Regions from separate parts of the Mus musculus genome. Here all the other regions are linked to region 2. The links are chromatin contacts, called in public promoter capture Hi-C maps. All regions are on one chromosome and are shown on one strand. Each heading gives the region's core, a stretch centred on a gene start, on an enhancer-like site or on the middle of the called end of the contact. The rest is flanking DNA. Distances are from core to core; before and after follow the strand shown.

Region 1 (2,700 bases), core at 107-2,606, 2.0 Mb after region 2:
AGCACTGGGATCAATTCTATCCCCGTTCCTTTCCTTCCTGACCCCCCCATGCCTCAGAAATAGTTTTGTGTATATTTTATGCAAAGTTAAAATTATCATCAACAACAAATTTTTACGATTTTATGTGCATGAGTGTTTTGACTATTATATGTATGGATGTGCACCATATGCATGCAGCTATGCAGTGTTCATAATCACGGTCAAAACAGAAATAAAATCATACTGAGCATGGTACCGTTCGCCTGTTAGGAGACATTTCATGAGTCTAACCATCTCAGAAACAAGTTCCATCTTGCTGGCAGGGCCAAAACTGAGTTCATGTTCCCAGATCCCAGAATCAACTCCTATCCTGCTTCTTCAGGTGTTTCATGTCTGTGTGTTAACCAGTAATGGATATAAAAAGGGGGTTTTGCCATTATCCCATTATCTAACTAAGGCATGCAAATAGTAAGTGTATTTATTTCCTGTCGTGATTTAACGGACTACGTGCAGTTCCCTTATCATTCTAAATGCCAGGTCAGAGTCCAGGAGGGGACTTGACTGCAAAAGCTGACTCAGGACATTGAAACCAGGATAAGGCACAACCACCAATGTTAAACTTCCTTAACTCCTTGTGTCAAAATATGATTAGTCACTGCAACAGCCCCTCCCCGCCCCCCTTTGTGTTCCCATCCTGCAGTGCAGTCTCCCTTGGGGGACGAGGTTCAGATCCAGAACTGGCTGCCCCATACAGAAAATGAAGCTTTCATTTTGAAGCTTTTGTATCTGAAGTGAGTTTACTTAGCTTCCTCCCCTCTCCAGAACCCAGTAAGCAGGGAGCTGAAACAGGAAGATCATTAGTTTGAAGCCAGCCTAGGCTTGACAAGACCCTGTCTCAAACCAACAAACATGGGGTTATTTGTGCCAGTGCTTCCAAAAGTAACTGTAGAGCCGAGAGGTTAAGGAAAATGGTGGTAGTGGTAATGTGTGTGTCTGGGTGGGTGTAACACGGGGATCTCACTTTGTAGCCTTGACTGGACTGAGACTTTCTAAGTCTTCCAACTCCCAGGGATCTCTGCTTGCTTCTACTTCTCACTAGCTTGAATTAAAGGCGTGCACTACCACACCCAGAAAGGTGTGTGCTTCCAGTGCGGTTGAGATTTGCTTTAACGCACATATTTTGTTGTTGAAAGTTTTAATCAGTTACTCCAAATCCGGGTTTTTAACAGCACAGGAAGATGAAAGGGACCGTAACACAAACCAGACTGTTAACTTGGAAAAAACGGTCCCTACCCAACTAATAATGCGTACGTTTCCCAGAGTTCCTAGCAGCGCGGCTCAGAGGCATTATGGGAATTGTAGTCCTACACCTCAGCGTCACAGCTCCGAGGACTCTGGGAACGGCCGCTCGCTCCACAAGGTGCACGCTTGCGCAAAAGCGCTAGCGCTCGCCCTTCCCCCACCTGCAGTCGCGAGTGGGTGACAAGAGCCCCCTTCTCCGCGAGCCTCGTGACCCGGAACCGCGAGTGGAGGCTAGACCCCTCCAGGTATGTCTGCAAGGCCGGGATGCGCGGGCCCGGGAGGAAGGTCGCGTCTGCGCCGGAGTGGGAGTCTCAACTTCGACGCCTTGCGGGCCGCGGCGACCCCTGGGCGTAGGGTCGGGCCTCGAGCTCTTCTGAGAGTCGGTCCCTATGGGCTGTTCGCGGTCGGCGTGTGTGGGGTCGGAGGAGGACGGGCAGCTCCCGGGCTCAGCCTCCCTTTGGGGGGAGACGCGCCACTGCTGGCCGTCGCGGGGCTCAGGCCGCGCGGGGGCGAGTCTGGAAGCCTGGCGGGCGGGCGCGCGCTTGACCCTCCACGAGGGTGTGGGGGCGGGGCTCACGGTGCTAGCCACGCCCCCACGGTGGCTTTGCGGGCTCCTGGAACCTCCTTGTTCCTGGTGTCTGGTGTTTCCAGTTATATTGTCACGGAATTATCACGTCTATCCCGTTACTTCCGGTTTGAGCGTCAGTATAACAGATTTTTCTTTTTCTTTTTTTTTTTCCTAACATTGGCTTTTCTTTTTTTCTAATATTGACTTTTCTGTTTAGCTTGGGTAAAAGTTTTCATATAAGTATGTTGCCGAGGTCCAGCCTCAGCTTGAGGTGAGGATGGTCCTGAGAAAGGGGTGAGTGGGAGTGGTGCTGACTGAATAATATATGAGTCAGTAGTGGATACAAGCTGTCAGTTCATGTGTTCTCTTGTCAGAAACTGAACCCAGTCTTTTATTTACTAAAGATTTATTCATTAAATCTTTTTACCGCTGTTAATCATTTTCTAAAAAAAAAAATCCATGGTTACATAAATTCCAGTAATCCCGAACCTCCAACCCCCGTTTCTTTGAAATGAAAGCTAAGCAAAAGTACATTTCCTTATCTCTTAAACACAGTGTTCTCTTCACGGGCAGCAGGGCACAGTTCTTGTGGTTTCTTATTGTTTGAACACAGTCTGTTCTTCACGGCAGCTGGGCATAGCTTTTGCGGTTTCCTGGCACAGCAGACAGTCATTAAAGTGGCTATAAGAACAGAAAAGTGACAGACTACTGAGGTTAAAATGATTTCTTGCCGGGCATGGTGGCGCACGCCTTTAATCCCAGCACTTGGGAGGCAGAGGCAGGCGGATTTCTACAAAGTGAGTTCCAGGACAGCCAGGGCTACACAGAGAAACACTGTCTCCAAAAAAAAA
Region 2 (2,700 bases), core at 4-2,503:
TGCAGTCAATAAATGGCAAATGATCTGAGCTGACACTTCTCAGACAGCTGGTAAATATGGGGAGGGGAGATGCTACACACCCTGTGTTAGACTGAGTTGCCACAGAAATAAAAAAATAAACTGGCCTTCCCTGGGAACACTTTGTCCTTTTCTCAGCACAATGAAAGGTGATGGTCTCTCCGCAGGAACAAGGACCATGTACATGTGGAGTTGGGGTCTTGGGGGCAGAAGAGCCCAGTCCATCTGCAGGTCATTTCCCCTGTAGTCAGGAAGTGGTAGCTCCCAGCGGGTTTGTGTGGATCTCCTGATTAGGAGCTTCCATAGATGTCATCTGTCAATCAACTTTCCTGCCCAGAGCCTCTCAGCCCAGCTGCTGCTTAGACACCATTAACCCTTCATCCTCAGCCATCAGGAAAATACAACCCGAAGCTATGCTGGGAATCCATTTCACGTCACTCAGAATGGCCCTCATCAAAATCGGGGAAAGTTACCTTTATACACTGTTGGTGGGAGTGTAACCACGTGTAACCTGTAGCAAACAATAGGGAGGTTCCTAAAAAAACAAACTACAAGGATGCTATATGACTCTGCTATATGAAGACTAGGTGTATACCCACAGGGAATGAAGTCAGCACTCAGAAGAGAGCCTGTGTGTCCATATTAATACTCAGTACTGTTAACCATAGCCAAGCTACAGCAGTGGCTCAGGTGCCTGTAAACAGATGACAGATGAATAGATAAAAAAGAGGATATATATATATATATATATATATATATATATATATATGTGTGTGTGTGTGTGTGTGTGTGTGTGTGTGTGTGTATGTATATATGTGTGTGTGTATAGATAGATAGATAGATAGATAGATAGATAGACTTTTAATACCAACACTCAAGAGGCTGAGGCAAGTGGATCTCTCTGAGTTCAAGTCCAGCCTGGTCTACATAGTGAGTTCCAGGACAGCTAGGGATACATAGTGAGACCCTGTCTTGAAAATAACAACAACAAAAGAAAGTTTTCCTTTTCATAAAAAAGTATCCATTTTTCTGGACACATACCTCATTGCTAGGGTGCTTGTATAGAGTGCATAAGGTTCTGTGTTAGAGCCCATGCTTTAAGAACTAAGCTCGCCAAGTCTAGTAACACTGGTTTCGATATCCACCAACCTCTCCCTGCTTGCAGGTAGCTTTGGCGTCATAATGGGTCTTTATTTGCTAAAGATACATCTGGGCGTGTAGACACAGATGGAGACATTGGTGCCCCCGACTGTAAAGCCCCGTTTGCTATTCATTTGCAGCCGGTGAGAAATAGCTTCCCTAAACAAAACAAAACCTTTATCTCCTTGGCAGGTTGTTCCCAACCCACAAAAGAACAATACGGACGATTCTGACAAACTCACTGAGTCCTATTTAAAAGCCCAGGCAGCTGCCAAGCCTCCGTACATCTTCTCTCTTCTCACTCGAGCCTCCGTACATCTCTCTTCTCACTCGAGCCTCCGTACATCTTCTCTCTTCTCACTCGGCACAGAGAGAAAAATGCTCTTGCAGAGGCGGTCCTGGCTCTGGCTGTACATTAGAATCGGTGTCATTCTGGGTGATATTTTGGGACGTAAACCAAGCATCCGGGAGCAACATGGGGGAAACAGCTGCTATCAGCTTAACAGACTTTTCTGTGACTTCCAGGAAGCAGATAACTACTGCCACGCCCAGAGAGGACGCCTAGCCCACACGTGGAACCCCAAGCTTCGGGGTTTCCTAAAAAGCTTCCTGAATGAAGAAACAGTGTGGTGGGTCAGGGGAAACCTGACGCTGCCCGGATCGCATCCAGGGATAAATCAGACAGGTAGGGCTCTCGTGTTGAATGTTGAGGGGAAAAGCTTTCTTGGGCTGTGTTCTAGGGTGGAAGAAAGTCATCTTTGGCCTTTCCACTTTTTTTTTTTTTTTTTCAGATTACATTTTAAGGTATTGTTTTTTCCCTTTTTGAGATTTATTTATTTTACGTATGAGTGCTTTATCTGCACATCTACCTGCTTGCCAGAAGAGGGCATCAGATCGATTACAGATGGTTGTGAGTGTCCATGTGGTTGCTGAGAATTGAACTCGGGACCTCTGAAAGAGCAGCCAGTGCTTTTAACTTCTGAGCCATCTCTCCAGCCCCCTTTCAGCTTTTATAATCAGAAAAAGGGTTAGTTTGACCATCAATCTCTCTCCATACGCTTTCCACTTTTGTGTCTCGGCCAACATTTGTCTCCATAGCAATGGCAATGTACTTTTTCCCCCCCTGAGACAGGGTCTGTCTGTGTAGCCTTGGCTGTCCTGGAATGTGCTCTGTAGATCACGTTCCAGGCCTTGAACTCACAGAGATCCTCCTGCCTGTGCCTCCTGAGTGCTGGGATTAAAGGTGTGCACCATCATTGACCGGTGGCAATGAGCTTTTTGTCAGAGCCTGTCTAAAACTTAATTCCTGAGTCTTCATGTATGGTGTTATTTTGCTTTATTTGATTTGGGGTATCTGGAATTTTTGTTGTTTTGTTTTATATTGTGACAGTTTTGCTTTATAGTGCAAGATGTCCTGAAACTTGGTATTCAGCACAAACTGGTCTCAAACTCTCAATCCCCCCACCACGCACCCCCCCCTTAAGTGTTGAATGTTGAATGAAGAGGAAAGCCTTTTGAATGTTGGCTTTCCAGGTATACAAA
Region 3 (2,700 bases), core at 67-2,566, 2.5 Mb before region 2:
TTTGGTGGCCGGATCTGCTCGAATCTTCTAGAGTACCTGATCCATTTCCAAGCCTATAATGGACACCACTGTAAAGGGGACTCAATATCTAATGGGAACTTGGGGTTCGTAATCTGAGCCCCCTCTGGGAAGGGGAGGTTAAGTCCTCTGTGTGGGCATACCGTGCTAAGAGCAGAAACCACACGTGTGGTAGCTCGTGGAAAACTGAAACCGATACTTTTTCTGACACCAGACCAGCTTTCACATATGACCAGATGCAGCGTCCACCAAGGTCCTTAAGGACACCCTTTTTACTTTCTTAGCCTTCTGCTCCTCCAGTTACACTATTTGCCCACTGGGTTCCTCTGACAGAAAGCCATGCAGCAGGTGGAACGCCTCACCGTGGCCCTGCTGTAGAGAGCCCTGTGCGTCCAGAACAGCCAGGAAGGGCATGGCGTCCTCGTAAAGGGAGTGGTAGCCTGGCCCCCATTCCCAGCCTTGCCGAGAGCATCCTCTGGACAGACGGCCTTCGGAAGGAGGATGCTTCCTTTCACTTCGTGTGTCCTGGTGTGGGGTGGGTCCCCAGCTAACAGCAGTCAGTGTTCTTCTACACGTAGGGAAGGGAGGGCATAGGAGAAAGTGGGTCGGTGCTGTTCAGAGTTTGCCTTTTCCTGAGGTCTGAGGAGTAAGAGGTTGGGAAGGGGGAAGGGGATGCAGATACACAAGGCTTTCACATTGAAAGGGTTGAGAAGGCTGAGGATGAAGGAGGGATACAACGTCCTCCCTTCACTCTGGTCCACTAATCCTCAGAACCTCTGGCTAAAAAAAAAAAAGTTTAATTAGGCTATAAGATGCCTTCTTGGCCACACACTGCACCATGTTCTCTAAACTGTAGCCTTTATCAGATAAACATCTACTCTTTCTCAACCGACTCTGGGTCTGCTAGGTCCTTAAAGCTGTATTGACAACAGGCAGGCCCCAAACTTGTGACAATCCTCTTGCCTCCACCTCTCCAGCGCTGGGATTGCAGGTGACTGCCACCGTTCCCGGCTGTCGTTTATTAAATGCTTTCTGAAAGTGACCCAGGAGCACAACCCAGGAGCACTCCAAGGTCCTACAGCTTCACCCTCTCTTCCTTCCCCTGAGAGTCCCTAGTGCTAGCGGCAAGGAGCGCTTTGCTTTGGGAATAAGAGACAAACTGGAGGACTACAGCAGGCTCCGAGGAAAGCCATGAAGGAGGCAAGAAGGCCATAGTTACTCACAGCAGCAGGTAAGAGAGCTGGGTTATTTCAGGAGGAGGAGACCAGAAAACAAAGGAGAGAGCCACGTGGAGGGTGTGGCATCCCTGGTATTTTTCCACAGCTTTGCTCTGACTGGATCAGAGACGCAGTTGTCCCCCACCTCTCCTGTTCCACTTTTACATCTGCCACTGGGAAAGGAAATTTGTTCCACTTGTGCCGAAATGTGCAGGAGGCTGGGCATGCAAACCAACCTAAAGATATTTAACAGGAAAAGTTTGGAAAGAGATGAAAATATGCAGAAAAGTACAAAGATGAAGGTTAAAACCAAACAGAAGCTCTCTGCTCTGGGATAGCTACTGTTAACTTTCCTTACTTTCTTTAAAGATTTATTTTTATTTTATGTGTGGGAGTGGTTTGCCTGTATGTATGTTTGTGTGTATATGTGTATATGTGTATGTCTGTATGTATATTTGTATGTATGTATGTGTATATGTGTATGTTTGTATGTGTGTGTATGTATGTATGTATGCATGCATGCATGTGCATGTGCATGTGTGTGTGTATGTATGTATGTATGTATGTCATAGGCTTGCCTGGGGACACTGGAGGCCAAAGGTGGGTGTAGGATTCTTGAGACCCTCCAGTCCAGTCCACATGGTTGTAAGCTACAGTGCGGGTACTGGGAACTGAACTCAGGTGTTGTACAAGAACAATAAATGCCTTCATCCCCTGAGCCACCTCTGCAGCCCCTATTTTATTTTACCTTTTTGAGACAGGGCATCATATAATAGATTCACTATGCAGTAGAAGATGTCTGTGAACTCCCAACCTTTCTGTCTTTCCCTCTCTAGTGTAGGATTACAAGGGTTGGAGCACCACGGCCAATCACTATTCTGATTGATTGCTATCTTTTTTAATTCTCTCTCTCTCTCTCTCTCTCTCTCTCTATATATATATATATTTATGTATATATATACATATATATATATATACATAAATGTTGTGTCCGGCCAGCCGACCACATGTTTTGGGTCCTAGGCTGGAAAGGCATGTTGGAAACCTGGAAGAGAAGAAGGGCTAGGCTGCACAAGATAAGGAAGGAACCAAGACAAAGCTCTCTGCTCAAGGTTCAATTTTTACTATTCCGGCACTCCGTTATGAAGGAAGGGAGAGGGGCCGATTCCCGCCAAATAATCTTGGAGTCCAGTAGCAGGGTGACCACGTGATGGCTTCGGAACAGCAAAGCACTGGGCTCCAGCAGTGGGTGTGGCAGAACGATTGAGCGGCAAGCTCCATCCAGGTGTAAACAGTGGAACCATTCTCTGTTTAGGCCTGGCTGTCCTAGAACTCACTTTGTAGACCAGGCTGGCCTCGAACTCAGAAATCCACCTGCCTCCGCCTCCCGAGTGCTGGGATTAAAGGCGTGCGCCACCACGCCCAGCTTATTCTATATATTTTCAATTTTTGGATTATTCCTACA
Region 4 (2,700 bases), core at 10-2,509, 2.5 Mb before region 2:
ACATATTTCTTTTTTGTTTTTCAAGACAGGGTTTCTCTGTGTAGCCTTGGCTGTCCTGAAACTGGATCTGTAGCCCAGGCTGGCCTCGAACTCAGAAATCCACCTGCCTCTGCCTCCCAAATGCTGGGATTAAAGGTGTGCACTACCACTGCCCGGCTGGCTTCAACGTATTTTAAGTGACTATCTTTCAATACTTTTTAATACAGCTCAATTATAACATATATGTTTGCCTCCAAAATCCAGAATAACACAACTTCCTCAGATACAAGGGGCCAACAATGAAGAGAGTTTGTTAAGTAGCTGCCAAGTTCAACTTGTGTGTGGATGGGAGAGTGTTCCCACTTTACTATTTGGAGGAAGAGGGAGAAAGATGTGTCCTTATTGACGTAACTTACTTGTAGCAATAAAAATGGGTGTGCAATTAACAGGTGGGAGAAAACAAAACAAAAGACAGCCAAGAAACTTTAACTGGAGAAAACCGGAATTAGAGAATTCAACCACTGTTGAATGAAAAAGCCCTCCGCGGTGGAACCAGTAGTGCACTTTAACCCGGAATCTTTCAGTTCCGGATGTTAAGTTTGAAAATAACAAAACCCTACGTAAGTAAGCCCAGAAAAGAACACACAAAAAATAGCCGTACCTAAATTTTCTCCTTCTTCAATGCGCGACAGACACTGCATAACCCGCAGCAACCGGGACACCGTATGCTCCTTCCCCAAGGGCCTGACAAGCAACGCTGGGAAAGAAGACATGGTTGGCTCCGCGAGCCCCGGACCCCAAGTCATGCCCCCCAAAACCATGTCCTCCTCCCCGCGGCCCGAGCCGGCTCTCACCCTGCATGATGTCCCGGATCTGCCTGAAGTCCCGGTACCGGCTACTCCGAAAGGCCCGCAGCGCCTCGTGGAAATAGAACTTGAGCACCCAGCGGTTGACCGCCTCCTCCAGGCGAGCTTCCCCCGCGCCCCGCTCGGCCGCGCCTCCCAACCCTGGCTCGTGTCGCCCCCGTCGAGCCCGCCCGCCGCTGCGCGATGCCCGTCGGCTCGCCGCCCGCCCGCTGCTATCGCTGCTCCCGCCTCCTCCCGCCATCGTGTTCGACCGCCGCTCGCCCTCCCCGCCCTCCCCGCCCTCCCGACTGGGCCGTTTCCTTGGCTGTGACGCCATCGGGTCACGCACAACGCCCGGGCCGGAAGCAGGGCCCGCTGTCCCGGCTCCCGCAGCCATGATACCGACGGGGTTCCGAGCCGCCCGCGGGCTTCTGGGAGGGAAAGGACCGAGGCGGCGGGGGGTCTACCCACCTCCTCGGCATCCGTAGTTCCTCTTGTGTCTGCTGCAATGCTTGCTGGGGATTGGAGTCCACACAGCCCAGCCAGGCGCGCTATTTTGAAGACTACGCTGCAGACTTGGGACAGTGTAAAGAATATGAAAAATAAGCGCGTGCATAATGTTAGACATTTCGCAAATTGTGAAAAGCAGTACAGTAGAAAGAAATTACTTTGTTTTGTTTTGACACAGAGTCTCACTGTGTATCCCTGGTTGGCTTGGAACTCAAGACATAGAACTCTGCCTCTGTGTTGCAGTGCTGAGATAGTGCCAACATGGCCAGCCTTTTTTTTTTTTTTTTTTTTTTTTACTTTTTTTCTTTTTAAAACATAGGTTTGTTCTGGGAATCAACGGAGGTCCTCGCCATTCTAGAGCAAGCACTTTATCAACCGTGCACTGTCCCCAGCCACCTAGTAAAAATGTATTCTAAGACAGGCCCTGCAAAGTTACCCAGGCTAGTTTTGAACTCATGTCAGAGCCCATCCACAACATGGCTTTGGAGCCACTCTCTAAAGCAATCCTAGCTATGGTAATCCAAGCTGCTTGGTGATTCCAGCCTGTTTGCCTTACTTAACAGGAGCTAAACTATCTGCCTTGATATCCTGACAGGTCTGCTTCTTATTGTGTAAACCTTGAACAAGTTACTTCTCCGTTTGTGTACCTGTGCCCCTTTCTGTCAAGTGGACATCGTGAGGATTGTATTAAAATGAACTGAGTTACTATTTCTGGTTCCTGTAGCTCAGGGTTCAACAAATTGTGTGTGTGTGTGTGTGTGTGTGTGTGTGTGTGTGTGTATACACAGAGATCCAAGGATAACTTTTAGAAGTTGGTTTTTGCCTTTCATTATGTGGATCCTAGGGACTGAAATCAGGTCATCTGGCTTAGTCTCTGGCAAGCATCTTTATCCACTGAACCATCTATCTTGTTGCTCCTGGATTCCAATTGCTTTTCATGAACTCATCCAGAGCATGCTTGGACAATCTATTTTTGTTTACAAAAAAAAAAAAAAATCTGATTTTTAAGTTTGGTGCAGTGGTCCATGTCTTTACACCCAGTGTAAAAGTTATAGCTCTGAGGGGAAAGTATCTTGGCAGTCAAGAACCAAGGAATATCACAAAGTCACACTATACGACAAACCTCACACACAAGAAATTTACTGGGAAGGAAGGAAGACTCAGGCTCAGGCGAGAGGCAGCTGGATACTGAGTAGAAGGCAGGGTTTATGTGGGGTTTCTTGGGGTGAGAGTGGAGCAGGGCAAGTTTTCAAGTCCAGAGCTTGAGTTTTTTTACTCTGTAGGGTGAGGGCTGGCTGGGTCCAGCCATTAGAGTGGTTAGAGTGTTCTGTGGATGGAACTGGTGGTTGGAGCTCCTCAGGGGCGA

Evidence for each region. Promoter capture Hi-C pulls out the DNA fragments that hold promoters and counts their contacts.
Region 1: a contact with region 2 is called in a promoter capture Hi-C map of pre-B cells, with 2.6 times the contacts expected there. The contact joins the promoter of Zfp1 here to the promoter of Pkd1l3 in region 2.
Region 3: a contact with region 2 is called in a promoter capture Hi-C map of hippocampal neurons, with 4 times the contacts expected there. The contact joins the enhancer-like site here to the promoter of Pkd1l3 in region 2. A contact is called at or near these places in 7 of 39 promoter capture datasets (the C10 cell line, cranial neural crest, hippocampal neurons and 4 more) and 1 of 115 datasets of contacts at active chromatin or transcription factors (astrocytes).
Region 4: a contact with region 2 is called in a promoter capture Hi-C map of hippocampal neurons, with 7 times the contacts expected there. The contact joins the promoter of Terf2 here to the promoter of Pkd1l3 in region 2. A contact is called at or near these places in 6 of 39 promoter capture datasets (cranial neural crest, frontonasal cranial neural crest, hippocampal neurons and 3 more) and 1 of 115 datasets of contacts at active chromatin or transcription factors (astrocytes).

What each region holds. Positions count from the first base shown.
Region 1 is chr8:111,642,087-111,644,786 of GRCm38.p6, forward strand. It overlaps Zfp1 (zinc finger protein 1), which reads left to right and starts at 1,357. Exons shown (of 4, transcript NM_001037665.2): 1 at 1,357-1,526.
Region 2 is chr8:109,612,981-109,615,680 of GRCm38.p6, forward strand. It overlaps Pkd1l3 (polycystic kidney disease 1 like 3), which reads left to right and starts at 1,254. Exons shown (of 33, transcript NM_001286454.2): 1 at 1,254-1,843. The coding sequence starts at 1,537.
Region 3 is chr8:107,132,820-107,135,519 of GRCm38.p6, forward strand. No RefSeq gene overlaps it. Among named protein-coding and RNA genes, the nearest start is that of Gm39240, 10 kb to the left of the region's middle. Within about 2 kb of position 1,317, at least 53 of the 459 cell types and tissues checked have an H3K27ac peak or open chromatin away from gene starts, as enhancers often do.
Region 4 is chr8:107,095,289-107,097,988 of GRCm38.p6, forward strand. Terf2 (telomeric repeat binding factor 2) reads right to left here and starts at 1,260. Exons shown (of 10, transcript NM_001371065.1): 1 at 834-1,260; 2 at 641-736. The coding sequence starts at 1,221. It overlaps Mir7075 (microRNA 7075), which reads right to left and starts at 818; the gene lies at 737-818.